Regions from separate parts of the Macaca fascicularis genome. Here region 1 is linked to region 2. A link is a contact called in public Hi-C data. All regions are on one chromosome and are shown on one strand. Each heading gives the region's core, a stretch centred on a gene start, on an enhancer-like site or on the middle of the called end of the contact. The rest is flanking DNA. Distances are from core to core; before and after follow the strand shown. Region 1 has its middle 98 kb from the start of LPP. Region 2 has its middle 250 kb from the start of TPRG1.

The links. A called contact is a pair of places that touch in the nucleus more often than the background predicts.
Region 1: a Hi-C map of skeletal muscle shows a contact between it and region 2, with 4 times the contacts expected there. The contact joins two enhancer-like sites. A contact is called at or near these places in 2 of 2 Hi-C or Micro-C datasets (liver and skeletal muscle).

The regions. Positions count from the first base shown.
Region 1 is chr2:10,470,037-10,477,131 of T2T-MFA8v1.1, reverse strand. No RefSeq gene overlaps it. Among named protein-coding and RNA genes, the nearest start is that of LPP, 98 kb to the right of the region's middle. Within about 2 kb of position 2,536, at least 3 of the 6 cell types and tissues checked have an H3K27ac peak or open chromatin away from gene starts, as enhancers often do.
Region 2 is chr2:9,567,412-9,574,700 of T2T-MFA8v1.1, reverse strand. No RefSeq gene overlaps it. Among named protein-coding and RNA genes, the nearest start is that of TPRG1, 250 kb to the right of the region's middle. Within about 2 kb of position 1,775, at least 6 of the 6 cell types and tissues checked have an H3K27ac peak or open chromatin away from gene starts, as enhancers often do.

The sequences.
Region 1 (7,095 bases), core at 1,287-3,786, 900 kb before region 2:
GGATTCAATGCCCCCAAATGTGGGACTCAGCCATTCTCCAACCACAGCCCCTCCTCTCCCTGTTGCACTAATCCAGCTGTCCATCTCCCCACAGACACCACGTGAGCCCCAAGCTTTCCTGCCACCACATCTTGCCCAGGCTAGTTCCTTCCCCCGGAAGCCGTTTCCCTACAATCTCTCAAAATGTCACTTTTTGGACTTTTAGCTTTTCTTCACCCCAAATTCCATCTCTTCTGTAAGACCCTTCCTCGTCTACTGCTGTGGACACCTAGTCAAGAGCAATTTCTCCTTACTTTCACCTCAGACGTCATTCCTTTGTTTTTCTTAGAGCCCATAACTTTCTTTCTTTTTTCTTTCCTTTCCTCCTTCCTTCCTTCCTTCCTTCCTTTCTTTTTCTTTCTTTCTCTCTTTCTTTCTCCCTTCCTTTCTTTCTTTTCTTTCTCTTTCTCCTTCCTTCCTTCCTTTCTTTCTCTTTCTTTCTCTTTCTCTTTCTTTCTTTCTTTCTTTCTTTCTTTCTTTCTTTCTTTCTTTCTTTCTTTCTTTCTTTCTCTCTCTCTCTCTCTCTCTCTCTTTCTTTCTTTCTTTCTTTCTTTCTTTCTTTCTTTCTTTCTTTCTTTCTTTCTTTCTCTCTTTCTTTCTTTCTTTCTTTCTTTCACAAAGTCTCACTCTGTCCCCCAGCCCGGAGCACAGTGGCATGGTCTCAGCTCACTGCAACCTCCGCCTCCCGGGTTCAAGTGATTCTCCTGCCTCAGCCTCCTGAGTAGCTGGGACTACAGGCAGCACCACCATGCCCAGCTAATTTTTGTGTTTTTAGTAGACGGGATTTCACCATGTTGGCCAGGCTGGTCTCAAACTCCTGACCTCAGGTGATCCACCTGCCTCGGCCTCCCAAAGTGCTGGGATTACAATCTTGAGCCTCCACACCCAGCCATAACTTTCTTCTTTGTGTTTGGATTATTGTGTGCTCCTCGTAGCTTTGCTCTGGATGGTAAACTCCTCAAAAACAGAAGTTTCCTCTTGATTTCCATGACTTACGTCTCCTTGTTGGGTTGAGCTGTACATTTGGGATGGACTAACTTGAGGGACTGAGTCCATGATGACTAGAGGAGTACTGGTTAGCTGAAGGTCTGCCAAGCTTGCTGTAAAAATATTTCAGCTTTAGGGGAGGAGCTGCACTGGCCAACCTGCTTCCTTGTAGCTCCACGGTTTCATGCACAGGGTCTATGAATAGCCAAAGCAAAAGGCCACACTAAGCATCTTTTCTGCTCCTGCCCCCAATCTCGAGTTCAGAAAGATCTGCTAGGGATCAGTGCTTTAAATCATCTCTCCTCACTCCCTGTGGAAAAGCCCTGCTTCCAGGAGCTGACTAATGCTTACTGTCCTTAATGCTTACTGTCCTTTCCCAAGGAGCACTTCCTTTATCTTTTTTTTTTTTTTTTTTTTTTTTTTTTGAGACAGAGCATTGCTCTGTCGCCCAGGCTGGAGTGCAGTGGCGCGATCTAGGCTCACTGCAACCTCTGCCTCCCGGGTTCAAGCGATTCTCCTGCCTCAGCCTCCTGGGTAGCTGGGATTACAGACGCAGGCCACCACGCCTGGCTAATTTTTGTATTTTTAGTAGAGACGGAGTTTCACCATGTTGGTCAGACTGGTCTCGAACTCCTGACCTTGTGATCCACCTGCCTTGGCCTCCCAAAGTGCTGGGATTACAGGCGTGAGCCACCGTGTCCAGCCCCAAGGAGCACTTTATATTGCTTTCTGGGCAGGCTCTGTTTTTGCCCTGTGCCCATCTCTCTCTCCCTGACCCTCTGGTCTGCCTGGCACAGGTAGGGAGTCTGAGGAGAGTCATCCTTCTCCTTTGAGTGTTCCGGTGGCTCCTGCTCTACCCCGGGAGGTGGAAAAGACACCAACGCAAGACTTTCCCTGCCCACTCATCTCAGCTTCTTGCTTTCTGCGCTGGGCTGTGTCGGGTGCTGGGAGTTTCGTGATCACAAGGAAAAGAGATGAGGGTGCTGGGCAGGGAAGGAGGACAAAGAGCAATCCCCTTATTCATGCATTCTTCAGGAAAAAGAGAGAATCTGACCTGAGCCTATTTTCTGAATAATTCGGCATCAAACAGCATTGAGGCTGGGACTTGGCCAAGTCTTTGTTTTGTTTGTTTTGTTTTTTTCCTTTCCTCCAATCAGCCCAAGGCAATGGGGAGTGGGAGGGCATGGAGGGGTGGGGGCTGCACGCACACTGGGGCTGAGAGGGAATGCTGAGCCTGCAGAAGTGGCCCATTGACAGCTCCTGTTCACAGCAGAGGGGCGGGTGGCACCCCCATCCTACCACCACAAGGGCAGCTCTGTCCTGTGGGCACAGGGCTCCATCCCAGCCCCACTGGCTGGGAGAGAACAACATTTCCTTATAAGGCCCCGGCTGCTTTGCCAAGGCTGGATGGCTCCAACAGACTGTAGCTTTCCATTCTCCTCCTCGGCTCCAGTGCAGGCCTTGAATGTAGCCCTTGTTGTCAGGCTCCTCCTCTGCTCCACAGCCCCCACCTCACCTACTTCCACTCCCTGCCAGAGCCAGCCCCACTGGAGCAGGATAAACAGCCCAGAGGCCTCTCCCACGCAGGGCCTGCCTCGGTTCAGGCCTGCTGGAGGCAGCACAGGGTAGCAAAAGGAACACGGGAGTCACAGTTTCGGCTGGCCCTGTGGGAAGGGAAGGCCCTTTCCTCATCTGGAAGATGGGGCTCTAATGGCTATGGGGTCCAAATTCTTTGCATTGTATTCAAAGCCCTTCCCAGTTAAGCTGCAGGTTAACTTCACAATTTAACTGCCTTTCCTTAACTTGAAGGCCAGATTTCCCCTAGCTCTTTCCGCTTCCCCCAAATGCACCTTGCTCACACAGGCCTCCACTGCTTCATGCGTGTGTTGTTTTCCTGCCTAGGTAACTCATCCTCCAGGCCCCACGATAGGCATGCCTTCCTCCTCTCCCCAGGAAAAAGGAATCATTGCTTTCACTTCGCTGCTCAACATTTGTTTGCACCTCTCTTACAGCTTTTCTATTTTGCAATTGCAATGATCTCTTTACCTGTCCGTTTCCTCTATCAGACGATGAGCTCCTCCAGGCTCACATGGTCATCCTGAGCTCTACCACAGTACCGGGCACATAATCCAGCTTCACAAAAGATCGCTGAACAAATGCCTGAGCACACAGTGTTGCATACGTTCAAAAGAGACAACTATAGTGCAAATACTTGTAAACTATAAAGTGCTGTTAACTCATGAAATGTACAACTTTATCTTGCTACCCTCCACTCCAATTCTCCTGTTTGTTACACTGTCACAGGCCTTTTCACTGTCTGACCAGTTCTGTATCCAGAATTCCAGGCTCACTGCAACCCTTCAGGGGGTTAACATCTATCACTAAGCCATTACTCATCTTCAGAATCCCAGTGTTGGGGGTTAAAAGGAATGTATACAATTGTTGCCACACTACAGTCCACAGAGGCCCTACAGTGGCTAAATGGAGAAGCCCTGAGTCCCACTTTTACTATTTATTCATGCCAGGTTTCCACAGCATTCTGGGGGGAGAAAAATCTGGTGGCTTTAAAAGTTTAAAGCACACCGATTAATGCTGTCTCAACATATGACAGTTGAAACAACTGAGCACCCTAAAAGAAAAGCAGCTCTCCTGACATCTCATGTGTTAGTCGCCAACTCAAGACCATACCCAGGATCCCCTACTCTTGCTCACCAAATCCGTTGCCCAGCACATTGCCCTGCTTAGGGCAGAGTGATGACGGATGCAACTGCATATCTGTTAAGCTGAATTCTTATGGGTCAGGGATACCTCAAGTTCCAAATAAAGAATTTCAGTCTCTGCCAAAACAAATCTTTCTGAGATGGAGATTCTGCAAAACATCAGGTTAGGGATTTGCAAGCACAGCACAGTTAAGTACTCTAGTAAGACTGTCTCTCTATTCTCCAGGATCCCAGCAACGGTTTCAAAGAGAAATCTCCTATCCCAAGATAAATTAGCCCGTTCTCCATCCACATAGGGAAGTTTTTCAGAGATATGTTTGTAAAGCGAAACCCATAGTTGATCATGAACCATGTTCTAACACTATTTGTCACAGAGCCAAATTCAGGATATAAGATGGTTCTGCCTTGGGCTCCATCCAAAAGGCTTAAGTTACGTGAATACCAAAAATACTTTATTATAATGAGATTTCTGTCTTAGATGCCTAAGGGCAGACTGTGCAGGAAGCAAAATGAAGCATAACTAATACTGGGCAAGGACCTAGGAGATGAAGCTCTAGTACCAACTCTGACACTTACAGTGAAACTTAAAGCAAGTCTACTGCCTTTATCGGCCTCAGTTTTCTCCACTGCAAAATGGGAACGATGATGTCTTCACATTCATTTCCAAAGACAGTAAGAATTAGATCAATTGAGACCATGAATATGAAGCTACGTTAAGACATCAAGGAGAAAAAACACAGTGCCTAAATAAGAGCTAGCTAATAAAATAGGCAGTGTTCCTCCCTTTGGGCTGTTCTTCTGCGTTCAGAAGAGAAAAAGCTTCCCTCTCCAGGTTTCTGTTACGTTTGCTCCAACCCTTAGCTCCCTCGTGGCCGCTGGCAACCTTACTATTGCTGATCACTTTCCAGGAAATCAAGAGGGGTTAGGGCACTCCTATTAGATTTGCTTCAAGAAGCTGGAGAGCAGACAAAGGAAACCATTCTGTCACCCTGTATTCTCTTCCCCTTCCTTCCCAGGTACAAAGAGAAGGGATTTTCCACTTGCAGGCTCTGGGCAGCCTGAGTGAATTTGGGAAGTTGTTTCTCTTCACTGAGCCTCCCGTTCCTCATTATGTAAAATGAAAAGGTGATAAAGAATGGTATTTTAGTTTAGGGGTAGCAATGTAATTTACTGTCAAAACAGGGACACTTTTAAGAATGACAATATGAGGCCAGGAGCGGTGGCTCACGCCTGTAATCCCAGCACTTTGGGAGGCCAAGGCAGGCAGATCACAAGGTCAAGAGATCGAGACCATCCTAGCCAACATGGTGAAACCGCATGCATCTCTACTAAAAACACAAAAATTAGCTGGGTGTGTTGGCGGGCGCCTGTAATCCGAGCTACTTGAGAGGCTGAGGCAGAAGAATCACTTGAACCTGGGAGGCAGAGGTTGCAGTGAGCCCGGATTGTGCCACTGCATTCCAGCCTAAAGACAGAAGTGAGACTCCGTCTCAAAAAAAAAGAAGAAAAAAAAAAGGATAATTAAAAATTATACTAGGATGGCCATTGCAAATAAGATTGTCCCAGCCAAGCCAGGACATATGAACACCTTAGTAAGTCCCAAAGCCCCATTTCAAGCTGGGCTATTACTAGGAAAACAAAATGACCTGGAGAAAAAGAAAGTTTAGTTTCTTCAGTGTCACCTTGGCCACAGGTGACTTTTGACTGGTTCTACATGTTGTTTTCACATTTTTCTTAGTTGTTAAGGACACACTCAATATTAAGTTACATATGACTTCATATGTCTGCATATTATAAAGTATTCCTATATCCTTTGTCTTCCACAACAGTCCTGTAAGGCAAACATGGGCAGGTGTTAATCTCATTTTAGAGATTAAAAAGAAAAAGGTCTAAGGGAAGTCAAGGACTTGCCCAGGGTCATGGATCAAAGAGAAACAGCCATGTGCAGACTCATAGGCCCATGCTTGTTCCATTGGACCACGTTAATAAGGGAAGCACTTAATTTGCAAATATAGCCTGACTTTATGAAGGCCAACTTCCATCCAGAAAGTTACTTCTCCTGCCATGGCAATGATACTCAAAGTACAGGTGTTTTCTAGACCTCCTGTGAACGTTGTCAGAATCAAAATGGAATCACTTGTGTTAAGAACCCTGAAAATAGAATTAAGGAAGGCTATGAAGAAAGGGTTCTCATGCATGAATGCCTGATAACAAGAACTATCACAAAAGACTGCAAAAACTACAGTCTTGCATAAATGCAATCTTACACACACACACACACACACACACACACACACACACACACACACACACACAATATTTTTGCAAGGAATCTGCCCGGTAACTGCCTGTCTATCTTTAAACTGGCACTACCCTTTTTACTGATCTGGGTAGGCAAGACTACTATGGCATGCATATTCCCATTGAAAGACTCTATTTCTGAATAAACTTTTTTTTTTCTTTTAGAGAGCCTCTCTCTGTTATCTAGGCTGACACTTTGAAACCTAAAGCTGGCCAAGGTCTTAAGAATCAACTAAATTTGCAAATGAGAAAACTAAAACCCGGAAAGAACGTCTTGTCCAAGGTTATTCATCAAGACCAAGATTTAAGTAGGATTTAGATTCCCAAACCCCTCCTTTAGCAATCTTTCAATATTAGCTAATGTAAATATACCTAGGAAAGTAAGCATAATCTATATCCCTATACCCCCTTTCAAAGACAGATTACCTTCTGATTTTCTAACGCTGAGAAACCTCAAGCTATTTCTTCCTTCCCTTAGCTTGGAGAAATGAGAGTGAAGGGTATTTAAATCTAAGGCATTGCAACAACCACTTCTTATTTCTCCTCTCTGAACTTTCAGAGAAGACTAAAATGAAGTTTCCTAATGGTCAAAGCTCCCATAATTCAAATGTTTACTAGAGTCCTGAGGGCAAAACTGAAAATAGCTCGCTATGCAGGAACGGTCTCTCAAACAGTGAGCAATGGCGACGTTTCGACGTTTCGGTTTGAATTCAGGTTCAACTACTCATTGGCAGCACAACCTTGACCAAGAAACTTTCCCTGTCTGACCTCAGTTTCCTTATCTGTTAAATAAAAGAATTGTATTAGGCAATGTTTTAGAATGCTTCCAGCTCTAGCAATCTATGAGTATCCAAACTGTACATGTAGATTTGAGTAGAGGGTTGATCAAGTCCTTTTCTGTCCCTTAATGTCATAAGAGTCACAGCCCAGGAGAAGCACCATCATTACCTCTTGCTGGAGGATATTTTGTGCCTCTTATTTGCCTTCTGCTCCTTTCCCTGCTAATTAGCACAAGTAACTACCTGTGCCAGCTAAAAGGGACAAAAAG
Region 2 (7,289 bases), core at 526-3,025:
TTTGTCAGTATTGTATAACTAGTTCATGCAAAACATGGGCTTGTAGGCACAAAGTCCATGCTCTAAGCTACCTATCTATGTTATCAGAGAAACATGACTATGACCAACCTAGCTATATACAATTTTCCACAGCCATGTGAAAGTTTTATGATTCTTTAACATTTCTGGGTGTCTGCTATGCTCGGTGCATTGGGCTGGACCTTGTGTATGTTGGGAAGAAGGAGGACTTACAAAGACTAAGATACAGTTTCTGCTTTCAAGAAGTAAATAAAAAACAACTAAAATATTCTATCATCCACACCTATTCCCTCTCCCTTCTTTTTTCAGCATGTTACTGGATGCTGCCTCTTTATCCATCTGCCCTGGTGGAGATCTTGAGGTTACAGGAATAGCCAAGAGAGACACAGGCAGAGTTAAGTCCAAAGCAGTCAGCAAAGGTAAGGAGACATAGATGGGTCCAGGTGGTAATGGATGTAGATACTGGACTTGAAGATTTCGGTTTCTAGAGAAGACAGCAGCTCTCCATGCCCAGTTTAATGCCATGGATTAGCGTGGGAGTGGCCCCAGACCCGCAGGGAGAAAAGGCCAATGGTCAGAGTGGAGATACTCAGGACACGCCAGGTGTCCGAGGGACTGGAGAGTTATCCCTCTCTATTACTAAGTGGATTTCTGCTCCCCCTTGCAGGCCAAAGCATGAATACTGGACATAGCCCACATCGAGAGTGGAGAACTTGGTTTTGGCTCCCAAGTAGACCACTCATCAGCAGATGACTGTGAGCAAGTCACTTCCTCCCTCCAAGACTCCATTTCTGCAGGGATTCCATAAAATGGGCATAAGAATTTTCACTGTACTCGTATGGACTGGATTAGGTCATCATGTGCTTTAACACTCTTGGCTGTGAGCACTAGGTGCAGCCAACATGCTGATGCGAAACAAACGTCTGGGTTTTGCCCCCTGCGTCTTTCCTCGTGACAGGATTATGCTGACGGAGGGCACATCAGATTGACTCACACATACTGAAATGGTCATAGTTATTGAGGTTACCCAGTTTCCAGGCCTGAACTAGTAAACCTAGCAATGAGAATCAGCCAGCATTAGCAAGTTTTCCTTGTGGGAGTGGGGTGGGGGTGGCGACTGGAGGGAGTAGGCGCTGAACCAGGAAAGGAGGAGGATGCTCATTGGCTAAAGATCCGTGCCTGGAAATTAACAGCGTTAAAGTGAGACTTGCTTCAAGTTCCAATCCGGTGAGGCAAATGGAGAGGCTGTCAGGAGACCAGAACTTTACCTCAGCTGTGCACTGACGCACCACGTGCTTTGGTGCACATCCAGCGCCTCTCCCTGCCTCAGTTTCTCCGTTTGTAAAACAACAGCTTGTAAAGGTCTGGGGATCTTCTCATCCTCGGGAGTTTTCTAAGGATGCAGGCGAAAGAGGTAGGAAATGTCCTCTGTCTCTGTCCTGGGTCTTCGGGATCAAGGCCTTTTGAACCAATTCCGGAATCCGCCACCGGGCGGTGGTAGGAGAGAGCCAGAGGATTCGTCAGTAAGGGTGCGTGCGTGACACAGGACTTTTAAATAGATCGCTTTGTATCTAGCACGGTAGCACCTGCTTCTAAGCTTCCAACGGCAGCTCCAGCAACGCGATCATTCAAAAGCGGCCGCTTTCCATTCACGTCTATAATTAGTGCGCAGGCTGCAGCTCAGGCTGGAGCTGCAAAGCGGGGCGGCGGCCTTGTGGGCGGGGCCACCACCTCCTAGCCCCGCCCCCTTCGAATTCCACCTTCCCCGCCCTTCCCAGCCAGGAGCCTCCTGCAGCCTCCTCCCCACCCCCACTCTCTGTCCTCGCCCTGGTCCTGGGCTTCGCTCTCGGCGCTCCAGGATTCCTGGACGACAGGGCCCAATCGTACCCTCACTTTGGGATCACTCTTGTGCAGTAAATAAGCACCTTGAAAGACGCATTCCAGGAGGGCAGCTATATTTAGAGTGGCATCCTCCTCTCCTCCCCGCACGCTCCTGCATCCCGCCCTCTCCCCTCCCCGCCCCGCTCCCCGATGCCCCTCCCAGCCACCTCTCCCTCTTTGTCGCATTACATAGTAATCTGAGATGCACTGGATGTGCTCCAGGGAACAGAATGTACTTGGCAGAGACGCGGGGCTTGATGTCTGCAAAATGTCGGAAACGCAGCCAAGAGCTGCTAACTGGGTCATTAACCTCCAAAAGCAAAGCGAGGACTGTAAGGCCCGCTCTGCCTCCCTTCATCTCGCCAATAAAAGTGCCTCAGTGTGAGGGGGAAGAAAAAGCCCAAGGTTGGCTGCTTTGATTTCTAGGCACCAAAGGCAGGCCCGTCCTCTCCTCCTGGCCCGGGCCCCAGCCCCTCCGGGCCAGCTTCTGCGCCGCATCAGAGTTTACAAGTGGCCTTTGAAAGGCTCAGCAACCCCGCAGGGCCATGCTTGCGCCTCAGTAAAGAAGTTACCCAGCAGCCCTTCCCTACCGCACAGACTTGGACCCATTTTCTTGGGTCCAGGAGGAGTTAAGGGAGTCGGGGTGAGCAGGGGTGAAAGGAGAAGGTCCCAGGCCCTTCACCTACAGTCACGGGCTCTGCAGTCTCTCTCCTCCTCTGCTTCTCTCCCTCTTATTCCTCCCCCTCCTCTTTCTTCTTTCTCTCTTCTTCCTTTCCCTCTTCCACTTCTTTCTGAGAGCAGGCTTTGAGGTAGGTGCATGAATACATGGCTTGGCTCCAGGAGATTTGCATTCAAGTTGCTCGCAGCTCTGTCACTTGCTATGTGACCTTGGGTGAGTCACTCATTTCTCGGCTTTTAAATTCCCTTCTTCTTAATTGTTCACCACAATAACACCTTCCTGACATACATCACAAAACAGGCCAAATGAGAAACTCTTTCCCTGACCGCCTTGTCTTTCATCCCTCTGAAAGCCCTGAGGTCCAAAGTGCCTCTGGCCTTGTGTGTACTCCTGGAAAATGGAATATAAGTGATCTCAGCAGAAAGATTCAAACGTTTGAATGTTCTCAAGGGGGTAGCCCCTAAAATCCACCCTCTTCAAGTTTTCTAGCCCTGTGAGGTTGCCAAACAGACACTTCCCCTAATGTTCCAACCCACTTCTCCAGTGGCTAGAGAGAGAAAGTGACCGGTACAGAAACCAGAAGAGGTTGTGCAGTTCCTCAAATGAGACTCCCTTCCTTGTTGGAGGGAAGACAGTCAACCTGGTAAGACTAGCAGCAGCCAAACGAGATGTCGGTCTGAGCAGTCTCAACAAAAGTCCAGGATTAGGAGAATGGAGATTTGTGCAGCCACGCTGATGACAGGAGGATAGCTCACCCCGGTGCTGTCTAGGAAATTAGAACCAAGACCAGCCTGGCATCAGCAGCCTTCCTGCCTCATTTCTGCTTGATCTGACCACTCCTTCCGTGGCAGCCACATCAGATGGACTCTGCCTGGTCGCCGTGTGCCATGGACGCCTCCAGCTTTCCTGCCACCTGGGCCTTGGCTGAGGCGTCTTAAAAAAATTATAAAACTCATCAGAACTTGATGGCCTCTATTTGGCCTATCTTTGCCATACATTCAAACCTTTCGCATCCCTCAAAACCCACCTTCAGTGCCAACTCCTCTATTTAGATGTCACTTCTTTCTCCTTCGGTCTTAATACACCCGGCCAGCATTGGGTTATGCCATTTTTGTACTTGTTAGATCCCTCTTATGCCATAGAGATTTCTCTGTGGATACAAACTCTGTTGTTGATCTCAATACTGACGGCTAAGGTGACTATACATCCTGCTTTGCCATCCCAGTTCATGGCTTTGTCTTGGTATAATTCGTTATTAATAGGTCCCTCCTTCACCTTGAAGTTTTCGGGTTTGGATGATCAATTATACAGTCACCTCACTGAGGGTCCCTATCCAAGTACATGGTACATTAGTAGGGGCTCAGTAAATGTGGCAGAGTACCCTGAAGGGCATTTAAAGGATCTTTATACCCAGTTCCCTGGGGCTCTCAGTCCTCCCCTTTTCACTCCTTTTCCGGAGGCAGGCTACCATTTGTTCCTCTCCTCTCAAGGTCTGCAGAATGACCTATGACCACTTTCTTTCTTTCTTTTTTTTTTTTTTTTTGAGACGGAGTCTCGCTCTGTTGCCCAGGCTGGAGTGCGGTGGCGCGATCTCGGCTCACTGCAAGCTCTGCCTCCTGGGTTCACGCGACCACTTTCTTTTTGACAAGCCTTTCCAGGATTTCAAAATGCTCCGACCCAGCAAGAGAAGTCACTTGCCACAATCCTACCCCTTCTTCTTAGCCCCTAAACAGTAGAACAGCCACTGGATAGTGGAAATAGGTATTAGACACTAGAGAAGGTCAGAACACAGCTGGTGTGATATAGCATTTCCAGCCTCAACTGGACTTTTGGCCTTGCCCAATTTCTTTTTGCTTTTTCCTTTTTCTTTTCTTTTCTTTCTTTTTTTTTTTTTTGGAGACGGAGTCTTGCTCTGTCGCCCAGGCTGGAGTGCAGTGGTGCGATCTCAACTCACTGCAAACTCTACCTCCCGGGTTCAAGTAATTCTCCTGCCTCAGCCTCCCGAGTAGCTGGTACAGGCACCCACCAGCATGCCTGGCTAATTTTTGTATTTTTAGTAGAGATGGGATTTCACCCATCTCTACTATTTGCCTCTATTTGCACAGTTACCTTAGGAGAGGGTCACAACTTGGAAAGCTTGAAGCTTCTTTATTATAAACTATGTAGTTAACATTCTATGTTCTGTTCAGAGGTCAGAAAAGAAAAGGTCTCTTGCCCTTTTTCATCACAATAAAAAACTTACTCAAAAGTCAGCCTGTTGGGGTGAGTGTTTGTTGACTTTTTAAAGACATTTTTCAAGCATTTGGAAATAACAGAGGCAATACACCCAGCCGTGTGAATGGAGCTCCAGCTTCAGCATCAGGAAGCCTGGGTGGACGTCTCCTCCTCTGACTCATTGCTTGCTGAAACATGAATCATATGCCCTTTCTCGGCACTGGGTCTCACTTCCTTCATCTCCCCTATAAAATGGGCGTATTTGCCATTTCTACCACACAGGAGGGGGCTGAGGCTTTCAGAGTCCTTGCTAATTACACACAAAAATATTAATAAGAGTAAAAATAATCCATAATGTGTTTTTGACTCTCTGAGGAGGCACACATGGAGGGTATGTGAAGCCATTTTATGACCTTGCTTAGTTTCTGGACATCCCAGTTCACTGAGAACAGCCTCTCAGAAAGTGGGAATGGGCAGGAGAATCCGTGTTGAGATGGAGAGGGGAATGAGTTTGGTCTGTTTTCATGGGAGCAGGAGTCATATGAGATCACTCGCTAGCAATCAAGAAGAAGAACATGGAGACTGGGATATTCTGTGGCTATTCTGTGGAGGGCTCTGATGCCAGGCAGGGGTGTCTGGACTCCCTTGAGGGTTGTGGGAGATCAGTGGCAGTGACTGAGCAGGAGCATGGAACGACCCACAGTGTGTTTCAGTGAGACACTGTTGGATGGAGGGGCAGAAATGGGAGCTGTCACCTTGGAATGGGGTCTGTCACCTTGGAAGCAGATGGCAGCTCCCCTCTGTCTGAGCTTCAGTTTCTCATCTGTTAAATAAATGGGTTAAACAGCAAATTGCTCTAAGATGCTGCGATATAGTAAAGAACATGAGGGAACAGCTTGTGCATTTTGGTGTGTGTGTGTGTGTGTGTGTGTGTGTGTGGAGGGTGTGCCTGTGTTTGGGTCAGAGGAAGAGGTGGGAATGAGGTAACTGCTTTGTTAGACACAAAGCCAAGTCCAGAGACCTTGTTCTTTAGGGAGGAAGCCTGAGCAGCCTCACGATCTCTAGCAGGTTTGAAGAACTTTCTGGGTATCTTTCTTTAGGCCACAGCACAGCACGTCTGCACGTTAGGGCCTGGCCAGTGACCTCTGTCTAGACGTGTCTGCTGTCCACTTCCTAGTTCAGTTGAGAGAGCTAATATTTGAAAAGACTGGCCAGGCGTGGTGGCTCACGCCTGTAATCCCAGCACTTTGAGAAGCCGAAGCGGGCAGATCACCTGAAGTCAGTAGTTCGAGACCAGCCTGGCCAACATGGCAAAACCCTGGATCTACTAAAAATACAAAAATTAGCTAGGCGTAGTGGCGGGCACCTGTAATCCCAGCTACTTGGGAGGCTGAGGCAGGAGAATCACTTGAACTCAGGAGGCGGAGGTTGCAGTGAGCTGAGATGGCGCCCTTGCACTCCAGCCTGGGCGACAGAACAAAACTCTAGCTCAAAAACCAAACCAAACCAAACCAAGCAAAACAAAAGACTGCATAGGGGTTCGTGCTAACTAGCTATTTCTCAAGATATTTCAAATCTCTCTGTATCTTCATGTTAGATTTCTGGGAAGTTTTATACCAATGAGGACTACATGGCTTGGAGGCCCCAGAGCTCTATCTTCGAAGTACAACTTGATAGTACACCTTTGACACTTACCAAGGTTTGCTGTAAGATTGGTACATAGAAGAGCCTTTATTATAATGGTGTTATAAAGACAGCATCTGTTAAGTTGCTTTATATAAACTTTCAGATGGAAATTTCATCGGTGAACTTATATAGTAAAAAGGAAAATATCATTAAAAATTTGGGCTGGTCTACTTAGGTTTAAGTATAATTGCATTTGTGCTCCTGTTTTATAGTTGGGTTTAAAAATACTTGTGCTTTTTATTATAAGCTTCCTCAAATATCTTTTCAAGTAGGTTTACGTAAATACATAAGTAAATAAATAAATAAAAGTTCACTTGGACCCAAGTTAGTGCACGAAGTGAAGAAATAAATCCACTTAGGAATGGTGAAATGACTGAAGCCCTCCTAAGATGTTAGTTCAGGCAAAAGATCCCAATTTCAGAGCATCATAGGAGACAGCAGATTCCACTGAAACTATTAACTTACTGCTCCTATATATGAGGTGAAGTTTTGTGTGAGAAGGATCAAAGAGATTGTGATTATCTCTAAGCAGTGCAAAAATCTAGTGACAAGCAGGAGAAGAAAATCTAAATAGCTCTGGTAGAGATATAGGGATTAGGAAGTGAGGAGGTTCTATGCCGGAGGTTACGTTTAGCCTATAAGAACACCGTAATCCAGGTTTATTCTACCAATTACTGTGTGGCCTTGAGATCTACATCTTAGCATTTACTAAATGATAGGGAAGAGCAGCTGAGCTCTTAAGCTTCTTCTAGTGCTCACTTTGTATTTGACCCAAAGTCAGTCTACTCTGAGTGACTGATCAAACTCCACC